Regions from separate parts of the Sus scrofa genome. Here region 1 is linked to region 2. Evidence: chromatin contacts called from public HiChIP or PLAC-seq data. All regions are on one chromosome and are shown on one strand. The core of a region is the stretch at or near the end of the contact, and the rest is flanking DNA. Distances in the headings are between cores, read along the strand shown.

Region 1 (4,682 bases), core at 367-2,866, 150 kb after region 2:
AGTAACTAAAATCCAGAAGCATAAGGGAAAAAGACTGGGATACTTGACTATATAAAAAATAAAATTCTACATAGAAAAAAAAAAAGGCAACAAAACTCCATAAGCAAAAGTACAAATAACAAATTAATAAAAAAAAATCCTCAACTCCTATTATAACAGACGTTAATATTCCTAACATCTAAAGAACTCCTAAAATAAAAAAGAACTAAAACTCATGTAAAAAACTGGGAGAGGTGAGCAGAGTTTGCAAAACGAAAACCTGCCAAGCCTCCCCAGAACCTGAAGATATGTTCAATTTCTCCAGTGGCCCAATAAGAAAAATAAAGATCTCTCATCCACCAGATTTCCAAAAGTTTGAAAAGCATGCTCTTGGCAAGGTTCTGGGGAAACATGCCACGCATGTGTTGCAGGTAAACACTGCTTTGAGGGGACATTTGATGGAGAGGATGAGATCTTGCTACCATGTGACAGGTATTACAGGACAAGCAGTCATTTGGGTTACATAAAAAATTTCACAGTTGCGGAGTTCCCGTCGTGGCGCAGTGGTTAACGAATCCGACTAGGAACCATGAGGTTGCGGGTTCGATCCCTGCCCCTGCTCAGTGGGTTAAGGATCCGGCGTTGCCGTGAGCTGTGGTGTAGGTCGCAGATGCGGCTTGGATCCTGCGTTGCTGTGGCTCTGGCGTAGGCTGGCGGCTACAGCTCCGATTAGACCCCTAGCCTGGGAACCTCCATATGCCGCGGGAGCGGCCCAAAGAAATAGCAAAAAAAAAAAAGACAAAAAAAAAAAAAATTTCACAGTTGGAAATTTTGTCAATTGCCTTAGAAATTCCCAGTCCAGCCACTGCACATGGCTGTATATTTCCCATGGGCTACACAAAGTAGCTCCCATTGGGGTTGCTCAATGCATGGCCCTGCTACCAACCACCTAGCCCTTGGGAAATCATTTATTGCTACCAAACTCTTATTTATTTATTTATTTTTTTGCTTTTTAGGGCCGCACTCGTGGCTTATGGAGGTTCCCAGGCTAGGGGCTGAAGTGGAGCTGCAGCTGCTGGCCTACACCACAGCCACAGCAATGCCAGATTCCCAACCCACTGAGCAAGGCCAGGGATCGAACCTGTGTCCTCATGGATGCTAGTCAGATTCATCAACCACTGAGCCACGATGGGAACTCCACCAAACTCTTAAACAGCTGGAGGAAATAGCCCTCTTTTAAAAAGCTTTCTTTCTCGAAGTTAGACTCCTACCCAACCACGTGGTGGCCTGGGTGGAGGAGAGGGCATACGGACAACACACACTTATACTCACTGTAGCCAAGGGTAAACGTGGATCGGGTGTGGACAGGGCTTCCTTCCTGTTTGTCAAGAGCAGCTGGTGATAGGGATTTTTATGGGAAATTCCCCAATTTTTAAGAGCAAAAATTCAATTACGATGCCTTTACAATGTACAGGCCATGCAAAAATGCCACTGTTCAGACCTCCAGTCTGCAAGCTTTATTTTAGATTTTTCAGAGGGCTTATTTTTTAAAGAATTAATCATCTGGGTTGTTCTCCAGACCAGCAATTACTCATCACTTGTCAAAATACAGAGATCAAAAAGGAACATAATTTTCTGAGAATATGATGTGACTAGTGGATAGTGTGACATGTTAGTTTTATGTGTCATTTTCCTTTATAAGCATTCTAGAAGCTTCATTCTTTAGAAAAAAAAAAAAAAAAAAGCATAGAAAAAGAGCAGTGCACCATCCTATGCTGGAACTTGCCCACAGTCACAGAGCTACTTTTTTTTTTCTTTTGTTTAATTAAACAGAGTTCAGAGTAGAAGCCACTCCTTGATGCCTGATTCAGTCTTTCTGTCCCACTGTGTGAATTTCAAGAAGCTCCCCATCTATAAAATGGGAATAATAATATAGTATTTACTTGATGGGGTGGCTGTGAAGATAGAACAACCAGGTATCTGTCGTGTTCTGCACAATGCCTGGCTCACAGATAAACTTAACAAAGTGACAAATACTGTGGTAGCTACGAGGCCAGCTATAAGCATACTTAACATTCATACAGTACAGAATACCTCCAAATTTCATCAAAGTTTAGGTATCACATTTATTAACTCCTCTTTTTATTCGTGGCCTATCACTGAAGGAGACTCAACAACTGTCAAAATTTGTCATTTCAGAAACATAGTCATTGCTATTCAGTGCCTGGTATTTGTCTAGGTGTTCATTTTAAGTGGATTGTTTGATGATATGTTGTAATACCTTCCCCACTATCTGGAATAGGAAGACATCTGTAATTACTGGGGTCATCCAGAAGCTACTCCCTAGGTTTTTTTTTACAGCTATCTTTTGTGCTCCATGGCATCTCAAAAATAATAGCTAATAGTGGCTCTACCAATAAATTTTACTAATTCTTTGAATAATAGAGGATGCAAGTCACAAGGCCCTGCTGATTCGAGTTCATCATTTTTCCCAACCATTGTTTTTTTTTTATAAAACCTTTTCTCAAGCTTATATCCTCCCTCTGGCTACTGCCCTTTCTCTTTCCTTTCTTTCACATCAATCTCTACTTTTCCTCTCCCCATTTATTCCTCAGTGTGCTGCCACTGGCCTGCCGCCCCCACCAGGCTACTGGATCTGTTCAGATATTTTTTAGTCCAGCTGACTGCTGTGCATTCTTCTGTGACACCATTCTTTCTTTTGATTCTTCCTGCCTCTTCCTTTGCTTGTTGTCAGTATCTTACTCTTTGATGTATGATCCTTTTCCTTTATTTTGTTCCCTAAACACAGGTGTTCTCCAAGAGTTCCACCTGGCCTCCTCTTGTTTTTACTCTGTACACCCATCCTAGGCAACCTCATTTGTAATCATTACTTCAGCTACTAACCTTACACTAAGAAGCTTCAGACCCACACCCACACTTCCAACTGCCTACTGAACACTTCCCCTGGAAGGTTTCACAGGCACTCTAAACCCCAAATACTTAAGACAGAAATTAACAACTCAATGCTCCCACCCCAAACATTTTCTTTTTTTTTTTTGTCTTTTTAGGGCTGCACCTGTGGCATATGGAAGTTCCTAGGCTAGGGGCTGAATCAGAGCTGTAGCCACCAGCCTAGGCCCCAGCCACAACAACGCCAGATCTGAGCCACATCTGCAACCTACATCACAACTCATAGCAACACCGTGATCCTTAACCCACTGAGTGAGGCCAGGAATCGAAACTGCGTCCTCATGGATACTAGTCAGATTCGTTTCCACTGCACCATGACAGGAACTCCAGTTTTCCTATTTTAACATAGCAATGGCACTGCTGTCTTCGCAGACACTATGGCAGGCAGAGCATTGCCCCCTCCGAAAGACATCCATCCACTTCCCTAATCCCCAGAACCTGTCAACAGACTAGGTTCCTGAAAAAGCAGAATTAAGGCTGCTAATCAACTGACCTTGAGGTGGTGAATTACTCTAGATTATCAGGGTAGGACAACGTCTTTAAATGTGAAAGAGCAAAGCAGAGATCTGGAGTCAGACTGAGAAAGAATCAACCAGCCTTGCTAGCATTGAAACTGAAGGGGACCATGAGTCAAAGAATGTAAGTAGCCTTTAGAATCAGGAAAAAGAACCCCCACCCCCCAAAAAAGTTTCTTCCCTAGAGGGTCCAGGCGGGAACACACCACTGCTGATGACTTGATCTTAGTTCAGTGAGATTCATTTCAGACTTCTGATTTCTGGAACTGTAAGACAATCAATCTGTGATGTTTTTAAGCCCCTAAATTTGTGGTAACTTGTTATAGCAGCAACAGGAAACTAATCCAGCAACCAAGGCAGGAGCTGGAGAATTACCCTTCATTTCTAGTCAATTACTCCCTAAATTATCACTACATTTATCACCTAAATAACTGTCATCTTTTTCATCCCCATCCCCACAACCTCATCCTACTTTATCTAGACTATGGTCACAATTTCCCACTGGTTCTTCTGTTTCTAGTTTGGTACCTTCATCCAACTTCATTCCTATCCATTGATATTTGCTACTCAACCAGAGGAATCCTCAGAAATAAAAAATAAAGCATCCCTCCCCTGATTATATTTCTTCAAATGACTCCTCAACGACTTCAGAAACAAGTTGAAACACCCCTAACAGAACTATAAAGCCCTATTAGAACAGAGATTGGCTATATGGAGCATATACAGTGTTCTAATAACACTGCTGGGCACTAAACATTGCTAGAAATGTAAAGAGATGGAGGAAAACTACACTGAACAGAATTCCAAAGTACCGAGAACTGTATAAAGTTGGAAGAAAACACTGAGGTGTGGGAAGGCTGGGGAGAGGTAAAATTCTGGGATGGCATGCATAGGTACTGAGCTGGTTTCCAAAAAAAGAAGTCTATACCTTTAACTACAGAGCATGGCTGGGTGGCTGGGGAGGCTCAGCAATCTAGTACAGTCACCAGAGAGCAAAGTCCTTATTCTCTATAGCCCTCGGCAGCTCTAGAGTACTATTAAATTTATTTCTAGAAAGAGTATCAAATAACTGGTCTGCCCAAGACTGAGGAGCTATGTTCTCTCATCCCCTGTAGCTCTGAATGCACCACCCAGGTGCTGCACCTCATCTACTCTGCCTGCAAGGGCAGCTCCCACCAGGTAGAGTTTGTGTTAGCCGCTTCCCCCCCCCCCCGCCCC
Region 2 (4,428 bases), core at 755-3,254:
AGTATAGGTGTGGGTTTTTAGTTTAATTAGGAAAAATGAATCGAGAAGATTCAGAAGCATGTAGCAAATAAACAAGCTTCCCTGGGCCCCTCCTTCCCCCACCCTCAGCACACCCTAGAGAAAAGACTATACATTTCAAAGCTTCAGCAGCCTGAATTTCTATTAAGTCCATATATCCACTGCCAAATCCTACGGAGAATTTGGGAACTCCCCAGAGAACTCGGAAGGAAACAAGAACAACATAAACAAGTTTGCTTTCATCTGAGAGCAGCAGTGCCAGCACATCTGCCCTCCTTTGCCCTAGCATGACCCCCACACAAGAAACCTGCACTAACGGGTTTGAGAAGCGGAGATGAGGAAGCAGGGGATATCATGCGGGCTTTTTCACTAGAGGAGAACTGTGAGCGTTCTGGGACAGGCTGAATGTGCAACTCTGCCTGGAGGCAGAAGGACCAACAAGGCGGCGCCCCCACCCCCCTTCCTGGTCAAGACTGCTCAGGCGCAGTACTAGGAGCACAGACACTCTTTTGCTCGGTTTAGGTTTAGTAAGTCACTTCTGTACTGTTGTACACATTTGGATAAAGAGGTGAAAAGTGTATGAGCAGAAAGCACTAACTCCCTCCAAAACATCTGGTAAATGTGTGCAATTCCAGATGATCACCACTCTGAAACTACACTTTAAAACTTTGTAAGAAATGTTTATTACTGGTACTCAGTACATAATTTACAACCACCACGGTGAAATTCACTTACGTTTCATTTCAAGGGATCATGAAAAGAAAATGTCAACTGTGGGGAAAATATGCTTTATGGATCTGGGCTTAAAACAGGAAAAACACACACCCAAGTCTCTTTTGGTAGAAGAAAATAGTCTAATAAATGGCCTAATGAACAGTGTAATAATTTTTTTTTAAAGTAGGAAATAAGAAGAAAAAGGGAAGAAAAACAGAGGCTAATCACTCTAAACCTGATAATGAAGCCCTAGGTAATCTGGTGCAGAGACTATACCTTTAAGCCAATTTTTAAAGTATGAATTATGACACAGCTATTAGGCTGGTCAAATTAATACTGTGGGAAGGAAGCAGCAGTAATAGCCAAGGTAGGAAATTATATGAAAACATAAGTGGATTTCTTTGTAATCTACAGTCTTCATTATACCTTCTGGGAACTGAGTCTATTTCTGACTTGTATGTTCATAAGATTTTTATTTTTATTTATTTATTTTATTTTAGTCTTTTTGCCATTTCTAGGGCCGTTTCTGTGGCATATGAGATTCCCAGGCTAGGGGTTGAATCGGAGCTGTAGCCACTGGTCTACGCCAGAGCCACAGCAATGCGGGATCCGAGCTGCGTCTGCGACCTACACCACAGCTCACGGCAACACCGGATCGTTAACCCACTGAGCAAGGGCAGGGACCGAACCGGCAACCTCATGGTTCCTAGTCGGATTCGTTAACCACTGAGCCACAACGGGAACTCCGTTCATAAGATTTTTAAATCTGAACTCAGAGGTCCCTTTGGTTAGGAAATCATGGGTTTTTCCAGCCACGATGTGGGCCAGTAGTAAGTGGCCAGTTTCGATTTTTTTTTTTTTCAGAAAAAACTTCCCTAATCCTATGCCATATTCTGATCACGTCTATATTCTTACAGACCTTGTATGACTGTGTTTTACTATGATCTTCTAGGCCATGCAAAATCCTGGGAAAGGGGGCCTCAGAATCAGGAGATCTGGATTCTAATCTGGATCCTTCATTAGAAGAGACTTGGGAAAGGCCCCTGTGCTTGTGTCTCAGACTCTTATGTGCTAAACTGAGAGGCTTAGACTATGATTTCCAAGGTACTTTGAGTTACAGTATTTTATGACTATAGGATCCATTTTTGTATTTTACACCGTGCATGTGTGTTGTGATGGTTTCCAAATGTTCAGAAGCTCTAAGTTCCTTCAGGGAACTATCTTTCTGTTTCCTCAGCATCTTGCTTCACAATGTAGCCTCTACCTACCAGGGCCACTCAATAAACATGACTGACTCAAAAGTTGGTCAGCCTATGCATGTGATTAAGGATTATTCACTAGAGGCTACTCTGGGAAAATTGGGCCCTGTACTTTCGGGGGGTGGGCGGAGGGGTAAGTGCTGTTGACCTTGAAAAATGGCTAGATTTTTAAAAGCAAATTTCCTCCCAGCCTAGTCCCTTATTTCCTCCCTTCTCTGAAAGAGACCAAGAAAACAGTGAAGGTTATTGACATACACATAAAGAAATTACAGTGGACATTCGCCTAATGGAGTCGTTAGTGTGCTGGGGAGGAAAAGATCAAGGAAGAACTCAGCGCTTCTGGCCAGGTCTTGACGGGGACAGAGGATGATAGAGACTTGAAGATCAGCCAGTGGAGATAAAGATAATTAGCTGATCTAAGCATGGACTCATTTGGCAATAGTAATTGGACCAGGCTGAGAGTAAAGTAGGCTACCTGTAAGGAGAGAATTAAAGAGATAAAAAGTAGAAAGTTTGGAGGGAGCGGAGAAGTATGGTAATTATCTGTTCGAAATGTGGACATGAGGGCTAATGGTGGGCAGAATGTTTGAAAACAAGATGTTTGGGAAAAGCTGGTCATGTAGAGGGAGAAGCTGACCCAGGTAATGACCTGAGGCTTCTCTCAGCAACCACCGACAAGGGAATAAGGAATCACAACTGCATAAAGCCAGCAACAGGGTCCCAGACACCAGAACGGCAGTAGATGCAAATGGAGTACACAGGGCGTGAAGTCCACTCGAGGCCACTATTAATACTCTGTGGAGCGACACGGAGGTCTGAACTAAGGTGGTGGCAATTGGAACAGAAATAAAGGAAGAAATGGTACAAAAGAAAGGACACGGCTGATGGAGGCGAGGAAGAAGAAAGTCGAAGGGGTAAGAGACGCCCAAGCGAAGCTGTACTGCTACCACCACGAGCAGGGACGTCAAAAGAGAGGAGCTGCTTTATAGGGAAAGATGACCATGAGCCTGCTTTTAGACAAAGCGTTTGAGAAGCCATTCGAGAAGGGGCCAACATTTAGTAGAAAATATGACTGGAAAATGAACTCTGAAGCCAAGAGAATAAATCAGATAGTCAAGGAAGAGTGCCCACTTAGCTCTGAAAATGAATGCTGGACACCTGAACTCACAGGAAGGAACACTATCCACCCCCGGCCCACCCCATTTTTAACCTTGGATGAAAACACCAGCTTCTCAGCACTCAGGATTTGACCATTCATTTTTATGCATGGATTTCTATGACGACGTTATCTGGCGTCTCTAGGCGCTCAGTTTGCTTATCTGCTTAGGGTTATGTGTCTCTGACTAGAGGCCCATGGTTGTACTGGCAATGCCTATCTCAGGGAAGGGCTTAGCCCAGGCTTGACCATGGGCCTCCTGAGACCCCTGTGGACCCTCTGCAACCCATCCTCAGACCTCAGGTGGAGAGAGAGTTCCAGGGCTCCAGGTCTGATCTGGGGGAGACTAACCTGCTGGGGAGGCACAGGGGAGGGCTTGGCAAGTGGTTTAGAGATCCTCTCAGAGATGACGGCCAGGTTTTTATTTTTTTTTAAACCTTTTACTCTGAAAATCCAGAGAAACAATTGAAACACATTAACCTGACAAACTTGGGATTTTAAATCAAATCAATTTCCAAAGTGAAAGGGGCACAGCTGGCAAACAGTTTTTAAAGCACTCAGACCCTCCATAAAGAAAAACTTTACTCTCTCTAAGAGTGTTTAAAAATAAAGGTAATGGACTTCCAGCCAGTAACCAGTCTCAAGTGATAAACTGTTACTGGGGGATCCAGATCATTAACTTAAGGGGCAAGAATAGTTGTGGAGACCAGAGAAAGCTAAACTTCTGGCAATGACTGCATCTGTGGAATAAGGGTATAAATGAATCAAGGATGACAGATCAATAATGGATAATGAGGAGAAGTTTGGAAGACGCACTCCCAGCCTATGAGGACTACATTAGCAGGGCACGAGCGACTTCTATTCTCTCGTAAAATCCTCCTTGTTCCACGTGACAGCATCTGAGCTGGGATGGACAGACGTCCTGATCGAGCTCTGTGATGACCACAGCTCCAGCAGTTCTACAAAAGAAACCAACAGTGTGCAGACTGGGGACAGTGGCTGGCCTCATCTGCTCATTCACTCAGACAGCGTTACAGCTGCTAGGTCCTTGCTAGGCTACCATGGCTAAGCGTGAGCAACACGGACCAAATTCCTGCCCTGATGGAGCTCCCATTCTCGCAAGGAAGAACAACAGGTATTTGAGAACCGCTAAGCAAAGTGTTTTACCCAAACTGCAGAATCAGCTGTGAAGGAAAGAAGCTGCGTTCTATGAGAGGAGTAACAAAGCAACACGGAGAGGTGCAGTCAGGGCAGACTTCCCTGAGGAAGCGGGCTTGAGCC

What was found. HiChIP or PLAC-seq counts read pairs in DNA pulled down with a chosen protein or histone mark.
Region 1: an H3K27ac HiChIP or PLAC-seq map of alveolar macrophages shows a contact between it and region 2. The contact joins two enhancer-like sites. A contact is called at or near these places in 2 of 47 Hi-C or Micro-C datasets (both in liver) and 1 of 2 datasets of contacts at active chromatin or transcription factors (alveolar macrophages).

The regions. Positions count from the first base shown.
Region 1 is chr7:33,926,300-33,930,981 of Sscrofa11.1, forward strand. All of the region lies in intron 6 of BTBD9 (BTB domain containing 9), which reads right to left. Among named protein-coding and RNA genes, the nearest start is that of BTBD9, 190 kb to the right of the region's middle. Within about 2 kb of position 1,617, at least 1 of the 83 cell types and tissues checked has an H3K27ac peak or open chromatin away from gene starts, as enhancers often do. A contact at or near this core is called in alveolar macrophages, where this site is marked.
Region 2 is chr7:33,778,392-33,782,819 of Sscrofa11.1, forward strand. The region is part of intron 10 of BTBD9 (BTB domain containing 9); the gene reads right to left. Among named protein-coding and RNA genes, the nearest start is that of BTBD9, 340 kb to the right of the region's middle. Within about 2 kb of position 2,005, at least 1 of the 83 cell types and tissues checked has an H3K27ac peak or open chromatin away from gene starts, as enhancers often do. A contact at or near this core is called in alveolar macrophages, where this site is marked.